2 separate regions of the Zea mays genome follow, and region 2 is linked to region 1. Evidence: chromatin contacts called from public Hi-C data. All regions are on one chromosome and are shown on one strand. Each heading gives the region's core, a stretch centred on a gene start, on an enhancer-like site or on the middle of the called end of the contact. The rest is flanking DNA. Distances are from core to core; before and after follow the strand shown. Region 1 holds the start of LOC100280464. Region 2 holds the start of LOC100382130.

The links. A called contact is a pair of places that touch in the nucleus more often than the background predicts.
Region 2: a Hi-C map of leaf shows a contact between it and region 1, with 4 times the contacts expected there. The contact joins the promoter of LOC100382130 here to the promoter of LOC100280464 in region 1. A contact is called at or near these places in 9 of 25 Hi-C or Micro-C datasets (bundle sheath, ear, endosperm and 3 more).

Annotation. Positions count from the first base shown.
Region 1 is chr8:135,991,204-135,996,927 of Zm-B73-REFERENCE-NAM-5.0, reverse strand. LOC100280464 reads right to left here and starts at 3,108. Exons shown (of 2, transcript NM_001153384.2): 1 at 2,312-3,108; 2 at 1,384-2,233. The coding sequence starts at 2,602. The coding sequence ends at 1,676.
Region 2 is chr8:136,147,309-136,153,032 of Zm-B73-REFERENCE-NAM-5.0, reverse strand. It overlaps LOC100382130, which reads left to right and starts at 3,568. Exons shown (of 6, transcript NM_001174891.1): 1 at 3,568-3,652; 2 at 4,310-5,448; 3 at 5,591-5,686. The coding sequence starts at 5,332. LOC100276428 reads right to left here and starts at 3,394. Exons shown (of 7, transcript NM_001320254.1): 1 at 3,299-3,394; 2 at 1,814-1,925; 3 at 1,075-1,114; 4 at 842-937; 5 at 505-701; 6 at 310-405; 7 at 1-176. The coding sequence starts at 1,920.

The sequences.
Region 1 (5,724 bases), core at 1,859-4,358:
TCTTCAAAACTACTTAAGTTGAAAATTCTTCAACTTTTTACAAACTAATTTTAATGTATAAAAATAAATGTATCCTGTTTTTCAATCATATCTAGGAAACTTTTTTAAATCATTCTTAGAAACTACTTTCAATCAAATTTCGAAAGTCAAAGCATGAAACTCTTAGAGTCCCTTTTTGAGCTAAAATTCGAAACATATGCCTTAGCTCGTCTGTGGAATATATATATATATTTAAACTATTTTGGAAACTAAACCCTTCCCTAAGAACATTGTACATACTTTTCAAACTCAAACTTGAACTAAGTTTTAGAAACGCTTTTGTAAAGTTCCTTTTTGTATTGAAAGCACTCCTAACTGTTTGGTCAAATGGCCGGATCCAATGCAGGATACCCGCCCGAGAGCCTCCCCCCAAGAACTCAGCATCAACGTTTCTAACAATATGACTTCAAAATTCAAAATTTAAAGTTTTTAAATTTAGACGTAGTTTTAGTTGACAAGATGACTTCAAATGAAAAGATTGTGAACTACAAAATTTTATAACTTCTTAAGATCTACAAAGTTTATTTCGATTGTTTGGTCATTTATTCATCTCATATGATGGTTCTAACAATATGCACAAATCTAATACATCTCTCTCGTAGTTTCATAAACTACGAGAGATATATATGTTTTATGAACAAATTTACTTTTATTTTGTCATATAAAGAAACATTCAAAATATAAATTATACATCATGATGAGTTATATAAATTTGTAGTTGAAAACTTTTTATTTGAGTTAATTTACTGCTTTAAAATGTGATTTTTAAACTGTCTTTGCCTAGTGTTGAAAAAAAACACTCTGCAAAGAAGCTCTTTACCGAATGTTATATATTTGACACTTGGCAAAAAAGCTTTTTACCGAGTGTCAAAAATAAAACACTTGGCAAATAGTTTTTTGCCGAGTGTCAAAAAAAACACTCGGCAAAACATTTGACACTCGGCAAATAACCAAATTCCGGTTGTGTTAAGAGATGTTAATTGTTTTTTATTTTTTTATACCACATGCTTTTTAACCATCCTTCCATCTATCTTCGAAACTACTTAAGTTGAAAATTCTTCAACTTTTTACAAACTAATTTTAATGTATAAAAATAAATGTCTCCTGTTTTTCAATCATATCTAGGAAACTCTTTTTTTTTTAAATCATTCTTTGAAACTACTTTCAATCAAATTTTGAAAGTCAAAGCATGAAACTTTTAGAGTCCCTTTTTGAGCTAAAATTCGAAACATATGGCTTAGCTCGTCTAACGTTTAAAACTATTTTCGAAATCTAAACCCTTCCCTAAGAACATTGTACATACTTTTCAAACTCAAACTTGAACTAAGTTTTAGAAGCGCTTTTGTAAAGTTCCTTTTTGTATTGAAAGCACACCTAACTGTTTGGTCAAATTGGCGGTAACCTCATTTGAGGCTATTTGAGGCTCATTTGAGGCCAAGGTCGGATGATTTTTGATTTTTTCCATTATCTAAAAACTGTTTGGTCAAATGGGGATCCAACGCGCGATACCCGCCCGAGAGCCTCCCCAAGAACTCAGCATCAACAGTGACACCGAAAGCCACAGCTCTTAGCTCTGTTTCTACCTCAAAAGGCTCAAACAACTGGGACTCGGTTACATTACAATCCAGCATGTATCTTAGTCTGCAAAGACCCTGTCGTCGAGCTGGAAGGCCTTGGTGAAGAAGGCCGGCCAGCAGAGGTAGGTGGAGAGGATGCTGCTGACGGTGGAGGCGCCCATGAGCATGTTCATGACGACGATCTGCAGCTGGATGGCCTCCAGCGGCGACGCGCCGCCCATGATGAGCCCCGTCATGGCGCCCGGCAGCGCGATGAGCCCCACCGTCTTGGCGCTGTCGATCACCGGGGACAGCGCGATGACCAGCGACCGCTTCACCTGCTGCAGCGTCGCCTGCCGCGGCGTCGCGCCCAGCGCCAGCGCCGTCTCCACCAGGTTCCTCTGGATCTTGACGTCCTCCCGGAGCTTCTTCATGGTGACGCCGGTGACGGTCATGGCGTTGCCGACCATCATGCCGGCGACGGGGATGATGTAGCGCGGGGTGAAGGGGAAGACGTCGAGGAGGACGAGCAGGAGCATGGTGACGGCGGTGCCGACGAGGATGGAGACGCAGGCGATGCGCTTCCCGCGCGGCACCTGCCTGGCGCGCTGCCCCGCCGTGTACCCGGCGACCGTCACCTGCAAGAGAGAGATTTGGAGGCTGAGCAGCAGGTACCATACCCCTAGGTACCATACCATCCATACATACATACATACCATGAAGAGGTAGGCGAGGAGGATCCAGAGCGCGTTCTTCTGGGCGAAGATGAACTGGAGGACGAAGCCGATGGCGGAGAGCTGGAGGAAGGCGCGTGCGATGGCGTAGAGCATCTCGCCCTCGAGCCCCAGGCGCTGCGAGAAGCTGAGCCCGACGGCCATGGCCACCACGGCCGTGGCCGCCGCCGGCTTGAGCATGCCGACCAGGAAGTCGCGCCAGAACCCCGGCGCGCCCGGGTCCACCTGCCCCGCCACCAGGTCCAGGAGCGCCGTGCCCGCGTGCCGCGCCATCGCCGACCGACCGGCCCGCGGAACGGACTGAGCAGAGCTTGCTGCCTGGCCCCTCGTCGTGTCGTGTCCTCTCCTCTGTGGACTGGAGCGCCACGAGCTGCCGAGGAAGGAGGAGGGGGAGGGGGATGGGCAGCGCGGGGGCGACCTTGAGGACAGGTACAGGAAGGGGCAGGGCCCAAGTCAGGCAGGCGGCAGCTGAGGCTGGTGAGGTGGGCCCACGTGCCGAGGAATCTGGCCAGGGTTCATCGGCGGTCGGGTCAACTGGGTTCGGAAAATTTATCCCGGCGACGGTGGCCGAGAACAGACACGTGCCGCCACGTGTCCCGTCCGTCCCGCTCGGCTGGCCTGCGGTGGCTGTGGCGTTGTGCTGCTGCTCTGTGCCGAGCGGCCGAGCCGAGGAGGGCCACAGAAAGAAAGAAGTGATGACGCTGAGCTGACTAGGCGTGCCACAACATGTACTCCCCCTTTTCTCCCATCGATATATAAAAATAATATCAAAAGTTGCCCATCACCATTCATCGCGCACTTGATCATGATGCAGGCGTGAAAAGGGCCTCTCCCCAATTAAGAAATTTTAAATCGCGGTCCGGGCCAAGAGCACGCAACTTACAGCAATGCCATCTTCCCGTTCTTTGTAAAAAAACAATAAAATGATTTTTTTAGAATGCCAAAGCCAAAAGTTGCAAAACTGAAAGCTAAACCGCAACCAAATTAATCGGACAAAAGCTCTCACACATGGGCTGGACCGGGCGGCCAGGCGCCCACACGAGCAGAACGCGCTGAAGGAGAAGGGTTGGGCTTGGGCCGAAGAGCGGTCAAACTTGAGGGCCGGTCAGGCATCGATCGTGTTAGGGGCTTAACCTCCCAAGCCCATAGGCATATCACAATATATGATGCAAACAATATCCATCTATACATACAGGACCGGCCCTGCGGGTGCAGCGGTGCCACCGCACCAGACCCCACAAAGCTAGTGGGCCCCCACCCCACTATCACGGGCCACCGTAATAATCAGCCGAGCGACCGAGGCACGGCTCACGGCTGCGTGTATACGCAAGCGGTCTCTCTAATATGTGGGTCGTGAGCCGGCCCAGGCCCCGCACGTCGGCGACACGCCCGGCCTGGAGATCAAGTGGTACTGGAACGACCGATCGTTCACCTTCGCCTGCCGCGGTGTCGCGCGCCTATTCACCTAATCGCCTGCCTGGCGTCCGCTCGGCCGCTCCCGCAGTCCCGCGTCCTGGGCTCCTCCTGGCGGCTGGCGATCAGATATTCAGATCAGCCGAGCCGATCAATCAATCACCGCCACTGGATCACCGATCAGGCGATCACGATCACCGTTCGCCGATCGGGCGATCCCTCACTGCGTGGTCCTGGTGTCCTGCGAGCTATTTAAGGTAACTGATTGTTGGCTTATTGTTGGCTTAATCTAATTGACAAATTTAAGGTAACTGATTAATAATAATAACCACACTATTTAGATATGTATAATCATTCTTATGTTATCATTTAATTTGTGATATATATCTTTTTTATTTTCAGTGCTTTGTGTAATCATGTCATCGAGAAGATATCCATCTGGAAGTGAAAAAGGGAAAAGGAAAAAACGTGTGGATGATCTCATAGACTCACAGAGAGGAGCTATTGACAAGTTTTTCAAGAGCAATACTAGTGCTTCGACGAATCCAAATGATGTGTTTGTGTTGGCAATAGTTCCCGTGGGGACAGAGGAACCAACCAATGAGAAAATTCTAGAGAAGAACATGTTGATATCAACGCCGATGATAACAATGTAAGTGACCATGAGAATATGTCTAATTCATCTGATGCACATGCACATTTTGGTAGTGTTGATGAACAACCTGACATTTATGATCCAAGAAATTGGGATAATCTTGATAATAAAGCAAGAGACATATTAATTGGGAAAAGACCTATAAGAGAGGAAGGTCTCGAGTTCCCTTTAGATGATGCCTCAAGACATTTTTCATATGCTCATTATTATAGAAAGTTAAGCAATGGAGAGTTATATGATAGAAAATGGTTGGTTTATTCAAAGCATGTTGATAAAGTTTTTTTTGCTTTTGTTGTAAGATCTTAAAGTCTAGAACTAGCAACAGTCTGAGTTCTCTAGCACATAATGGATGTAGAAATTGGAGGAATATTAGTACAAAGCTTAGAGAACATGAAAATAGTGTTGAGCATTTTCAGAACATGAACAAGTGGAATGAATTGAGGACATGAATGCAGAAAGAGGAAACTATTGATAAAGACTTGCAAAAGCAAATCAATAAAGAGAAAGAGCGTTTGAGACAAGTTTTGCTAAGAATAATAGCAATTGTGAAATTTCTTGGTAAACGCAACTTGGCTTTTAGAGGAAGCATTGAGCAGCTTTATAGTGATAGTAATGGAAATTTCTTAGCCTATGTTGAGATGATTGCAGAATTTGATTTGGTAATGCAAGACCATCTTAGGCGTATTCAGAACAAAGAAATTCATTACCATTATCTGAGTCCTAAGATTCAGAATGAGTTGATAGTTCTTTTGTCTTCTAATATTACAAGATCTATCATAAAGATTGTTAAAGAGGCCAAGTATTTCTCTGTTATCCTAGATTGTACTCCTGATATTAGTCATCAAGAACAAATGACTTTGTTAGTTCGTTGTGTTAATTTGTCTAATGGAAAAATAAATATTGAGGAATACTTTTTGGGGTTCTTGAATGTCGATGACACATCTAGTTTGGGGCTTTTTAGTGTGTTGCTTGATTCTGTGAAGTCATTAGGCCTAAATATTAATGATATAAGGGGTCAAGGCTATGATAATTGTTCCAATATGAAAGGAAAACATCAAGGGGTACAAAAGCGGTTGCTTGATATTAATCCAAGAGCATTGTATATGCCATGTTGCCATAGTCTTAATCTTACTCTTTGTGATATGGCAAAATCTTGTGAGAAAGCTATTTCATTTTTTGGGATTGTTCAACGCATATATGTGTTATTTGTTGGTTCAATAAAAAGGTGGAATGTTTTGTGTAAACATGTTCCCATTTTTACTCTAAAATCATTGTCAAATACTTGTTGGGAGAGTCGTATCTCAAGTATTATCGCAATAACATATCA
Region 2 (5,724 bases), core at 2,319-4,818, 160 kb before region 1:
GGGGGCTGCGACTCCTTGGGCTCCTGCTTCCATCAGGTGCGGGGCTGCGCTCCTTTTCCTTTACTGGTGGCGAGGCAGATCGCATGGGGCTCCTGCTATAGCTAGGACTCCTTGATCTCCTATCGTCACGGTCACGACGACCTCCCCTAGGAGATCTAGACAGGGATCTTGATCGACTGAGGGTAATAAAAACAGAAATGTTAAAACAAGCCATATAACAACAAAAAAGATAGCAGCAAAACAATAATAAAATAACGAATACAAGTGATCGGCTCAACTCTAACAAAACAAAACGGTTCTTAATCATACCTATAGCTCCGACTCCGGCTCCTGCTCCTGCTATAGCTTCGACTGCGGCCCCGTCCACGGCGGGGAGATGGGGACCGTGAGTAACTTCTCTCTCGCCTGAAATATACATATTCATCAAGAGCAAGTAATACCGTTAAAGATAGGCTACGATTAGATAGCATTAGGCTTGAGCACAAAAATATTATCAATTATCACCTGAGACTCCTAGGACTGTTCTGGCAATTTCTTTCTATATGGCCCCTTTCTCCACAACGGTAGCATTTGTTTTTCCAGTCACCAGCTTTACAGTCTCTTGCCCAGTGACCATCAACTCCACAGTTGAAACAACGACCTGTACCTGGTGGAGGGCCTCTCCCCATATATTCACGTGAGCCACCTGAACCACGTGGGACCTGCAAGCACAAGTTATACACAAGATTGCACGCAGATCCAATATCAGAATAAACATCATAATTTGAATGATGAAAAAAAGGAGAAGATAAGATTTATAATCAGTTCATCCAGAAATCATATAATTGAAGAGGCAACTTACCCCTTTAGCAAACTCAACAACAATACGACTCCCATCAACATCCCTGCCATCTAGCTGGTATCGAGCCTCATCAGCATCGCGATGATCACTGAACTCCTGTATGGTAATTTGGCAAGAAGCAAAACAAACAAAACCATGTATATAAAAGAAATACATTTCCCACACAATAACAAATGGGCACAGAAAACGAAAATAGATACTGAATTGAACTGAGGGAGGTAAACTTAGCGTACAATAAATGCATAGTCACGCTTCAACTCCACTTCTCGTATTCTGCGCAAAGGGTTGCCACAAACAGTAAGCCGTCACGTCATGTGTCAAGTACTCAAATGCATCACCAACTTGGAACTTCCACTAAAACAGTCAATAACATTACACCAAGGGCACCCTTCACCAAATGGTCACCAAGTCCACCAAGGGCACCCTTCCACCAAAGACCTCCGGTAAAAACCGAAAAACCTTCAACAAGATCATCCAAGTCAAACACACAATTTCTGAGGGGGGAAACTTTCTACATTATTTAAGTAACAGAAACTACCAAAGACAATGTTTTGGAGAGAGGCTCAACCACAAGTAACTTGATAAGACTCAATAGTACCACTGAACCCAGTACCTGCTAAAATGGCTATAAGAAGGGTAGCAAGGGCCCCTTAGCTTACTAGGCTCTCCTATATATCAGATGGTTTGCACCTCCACCAGTTCAGAACAATCATTGTTTACCATCTGATGGCGAATTTAACAAGAAACTCATTACTTTACTTGACACCTGATAGCAACAACCTATTAAAAGAGCAGGAGAACCTCCTCACTAGTACATTCTATAAGATCATACATAATGACAGCCCAAGTGTTTCTCAGAAATCAAGTATCCTGACTGGTCTGATCATATTTTTAGACAATGTAAAGCATTGCAAGATTTTCAATTACTGGATACTCTTGGCAATCTCTGACTGAGCACAGTGCTGGTCTTACCTTCCATATCTGCCAAACAGATGTTCTAAATCGCGGGAACGAGTACGAGTGGCCAATCTGCCAACATACAAGCGCGTGCCTCCATAGCGGTCATCATAGCGAGGCATATCTCCTGTCAACAAAAAAAAATACTATTAGTTGTTTCATCAAGAACTTAATGAATAAAGTGGCAGAAAGCACCTACAAATTGCACTAACAATACGGTTTAGTGATAACAAGTGAAAGGATTACAAACAATTCAATCAGAGCCCTAAATGAATGGTATGCACTAAAACAGAGGATTTCCCCTGTCACCTTGTACAATCTCATGACAGTGCATATGTCATAGCGAACCTGACACCACAAGAGAGTATCGACAAAGCTAGTGATTACAATTGCAACGCGGAGGCCCCCACAGAGTCATATGATCATATCAGATAGCAACCCAACTAATAACGTTGGTTGCTGGTCATTAATCATGAGAACCACTATACAGAAACTACTATTAGATCAGTACCATCCGATAGAATTGATCCCCAAGGGATTGAGATCAACTGTATTTTCCCTTCGCTAAAGGTCTAAAGCCTCGTTATTTCATTGCGGGAAGCAGTTGTCGCTAGTTGCCAACTGCAATGCAGCCACAACACTATGCAATTCAAGGTAACAGAAACTAAAAATTCAGACTAGAATTCCCCGACCTTACCCAACCAACCGAAACAGCCTAGTCCTGCAACAAAACCGTGAGCAAGAGAGTATCAACAAAGAGGGCAGCAGAAATTGCAACTTGGAGGGCCCCCATGGCCATGGTTGATTGATGCTCAGCACTTATGAGAGCAACCATACAGAAATTTCGGTGTGAACAGTAGCATATAGCCTTAGGCTAGAATCAATCCCCAAACATTCGGGCTCCACTGTACTAGCCATTCACTACCAAAATAATATAAGGTCTAAATCATTGTTGTTGCATTCCAAGGCTGGACCATTTGAGCAGGAGCGGAAAGTAAATTTGAATTGCGCAGTATTGCTGCTGACCGACTGTATTGAAACACTATTCAATTCAATATCACACAGTAATATAGGGTACCAGTGTTCAATTCGAGGTAGCAGAAACTAAAAATCGCACACCCGACCGAGGATAGACTAATCCCCCAACAAAAACCCAGAATAACCCCCCCCCCCCCCCCCCAACAAAAACCCTAAGCGACCCTCGAAAGCCCTAGCGACTGTAGATCGGGCGGGCCAAAGGCTCACAGGTCCCCGCGTCAAACTGCATGCGGGGCGTGCACGGAGGTTCATCTGAACAATAGAATCGCTTCTAGAAAACAAACACCGACGGGCAGACGATCCCCGCCACGCAGCGCGGCAAAGCCAGGAACGAACGAAGGAACGCCCCGATTCGCGGCCCCACGGGACGTAGCGGCAATCGCGTCCCTCCGTGGAGAGCGAGCGATACGGCGGCCGCTCGCCGGCAAGAGACGAGAGAGAGAACGGTGATAGGACAGGTACCTGGATCTGCGTGGAGCCGGCGCGCGAGAGGAGGGAAGGGAAGGGGAACGGATGTGGTAGGAGGGATCTCAATTCTACTAGAGAGAAACTGATGATGCCGCCGGCGGCGGAGGTGGAATTCACTCGTTGTGCGGGGCTGGGCCGAGCTGGAACGCCGATGGGCCTGCACCGCCTTTTGGCCCATGGGCTGGAACGGGGAGGCCTGACCTAGTAAGCAGCTGGCGGCTCCCTAGTAGGCCAGACCAACCAACCATATCCTTTCCCCACCCCGCATCGTCGGACACCCTCCAAAGTCCAAACCCTCTCCCCGCCGCATCGCCGCCGCCGGAAGCGCCTCCCTCGATCCAGATCCAGGTACACCGTGCGCCTCCACCGCTCTCTTTCTCCTCACGCTGTACTGGTTGCGTTGGCCATCTTCCCGTTGGTTGGTTTCTTTACTGCTGGTAAGGACCCGGTGGCTTGCCCTTCATGTTCCGCTGGATCTATGCTCTGCAGCGAGCCCTCGGTTCCGTTTTTTTAAAAAAAATTGTCGTCTTTGCTTGCGGCGATTTTGCTGCTTACCGGGTCGATTTGCTTCTTTGGCGCCCCGCTGTGTTCGATGATTTTGTAAATTCTCGCTCCGTTCTGGCTGTCTGGTAATTTACGGCCGACAGGTTCCAACTTTTTTGCTGCGGAGATCGTGATTTGCTTGTCCGGCGTGTTGCTTAGGGTTTTGCTGGGGGACGATTTCTTGCGCGGATCTCAGATTTATTTAGCACCTGGGCGATTAGGGGTATTTGCAGCTTGATGAGTAAAAGTGCGTACAATCCATGGCCGCTGCCATTGCTGTGATGTTCGAACTGATATATGGTTGTGTAGATTGAACCTGGGATCCATTTTCTAGTTGGATTGTCGAAGTATTAGATGGCTCAGATATATGTTTATGCTCTTATGTTCTTGTTGTGTGAACTTGAGCTAGATTTTTTTTACTTCTCATTAGAATACTGACGCTTATGCTTCTCACGTGTTCAGGAGATATGCCTCGCAATGATGATCGCTATGGGAATACACGCTTGTATGTTGGAAGATTGTCTCCCCGCACCCGTTCTCGTGACCTAGAATACCTTTTCAGCAAATATGGGAGGTAAGCATCACATTATATGCACATAGAACTATTCTGAAACTCAGAGTGTGCTGGCGTGCTGCTTTTTGTTATGTGGTCGGACACCAGTTATGCTCTACTACCTCCGTTTTTATATATTTGACGCCATACAATTCCACTTTTACATGCCGACGTCAAATAAAAATGAACGGAGGGAGTAGTATATATCATGAGCACGTGATGTTAACTCTGCATGGTTAAATTTTGTGGTACACAACTACACATCAATCCAGATATAAAATACAATAGCAAGCTAGGGGCTTTCCTATCGTGTTCAAAAAAAACTCGACCTGTGGGGGTAAGACCGTCTGTACAATATTATATTAAGAAGACCTTCTCACACAGGTCAAGAAGACCTTCCACGCAGGTCGAGAAAACCTCTAAACTCCTGCCCCACCACCCCCACCCATACACAATGGCACCGTAGCCCAAGTGAGAACGACCGGGCCAGGCCTGTGCTTTGGCTTGGGACAGGCGAGGGGATGTTTTAACTTTTAACCACAGCCTGAAAATTCGCTCCCACGGGGAGTCAAACCTAGAACCTGACAAGTGCTACTCAGACCACCTAACCAACTCGCCTGTTCATAATAGGTAGTTTATGAAGGTGTTGGGTTTTGTGATGCTTGACATCATTTTGAGGTTTTTGTGGATGGGGTCATACAAGTCTTCTGATTTTATTGGTGTATGTTCTGTTACATCACTAAGCACAAAATAAATGTTTGACCTGGGCCTATTTGACTTGAATGATCTTGTTGAAGGTTTTTCGGTTTTTTACACAACCATGGAGGTGTGGTGGAAGGGTGCCCTTGATGGAATTGGTGGCCATAGTTCCAATGTTTGTGGAGGACTTTGGTGAAGGGCGCCCTTGGTGTAATCTTATTGACTGTTGTAGATGATGAAGTTGCAAGTTAATGTATTTGAGTACTTCGACTCACGTCAGCTTATTGTTTGTGGCAACCATTTCCGCAGAATTCGAGAAGTGGAGTTGAAGCGTGACTATGCATTCATTGTATGTGTACTTTACTGCCCTCAGTTCAATTCTGCAACTGTTACCTATATAATGGTGGCTTGCTCATATTATAGAAATTGAAAAAAACATTTGTTTTAATTGTGGCATTCTTTATTGTGACCCTTGGTTAATTGCAAAACAGGAATTCAGTGACCCCCGTGATGCTGATGATGCACAGTACAACCTAGATGGCAGGGACGTCGATGGAAGCCGCATTATTGTTGAATTTGCTAAAGGGGTAAGTTGGTGCCCTGCCATTGTGCTGCTGCTTAAATG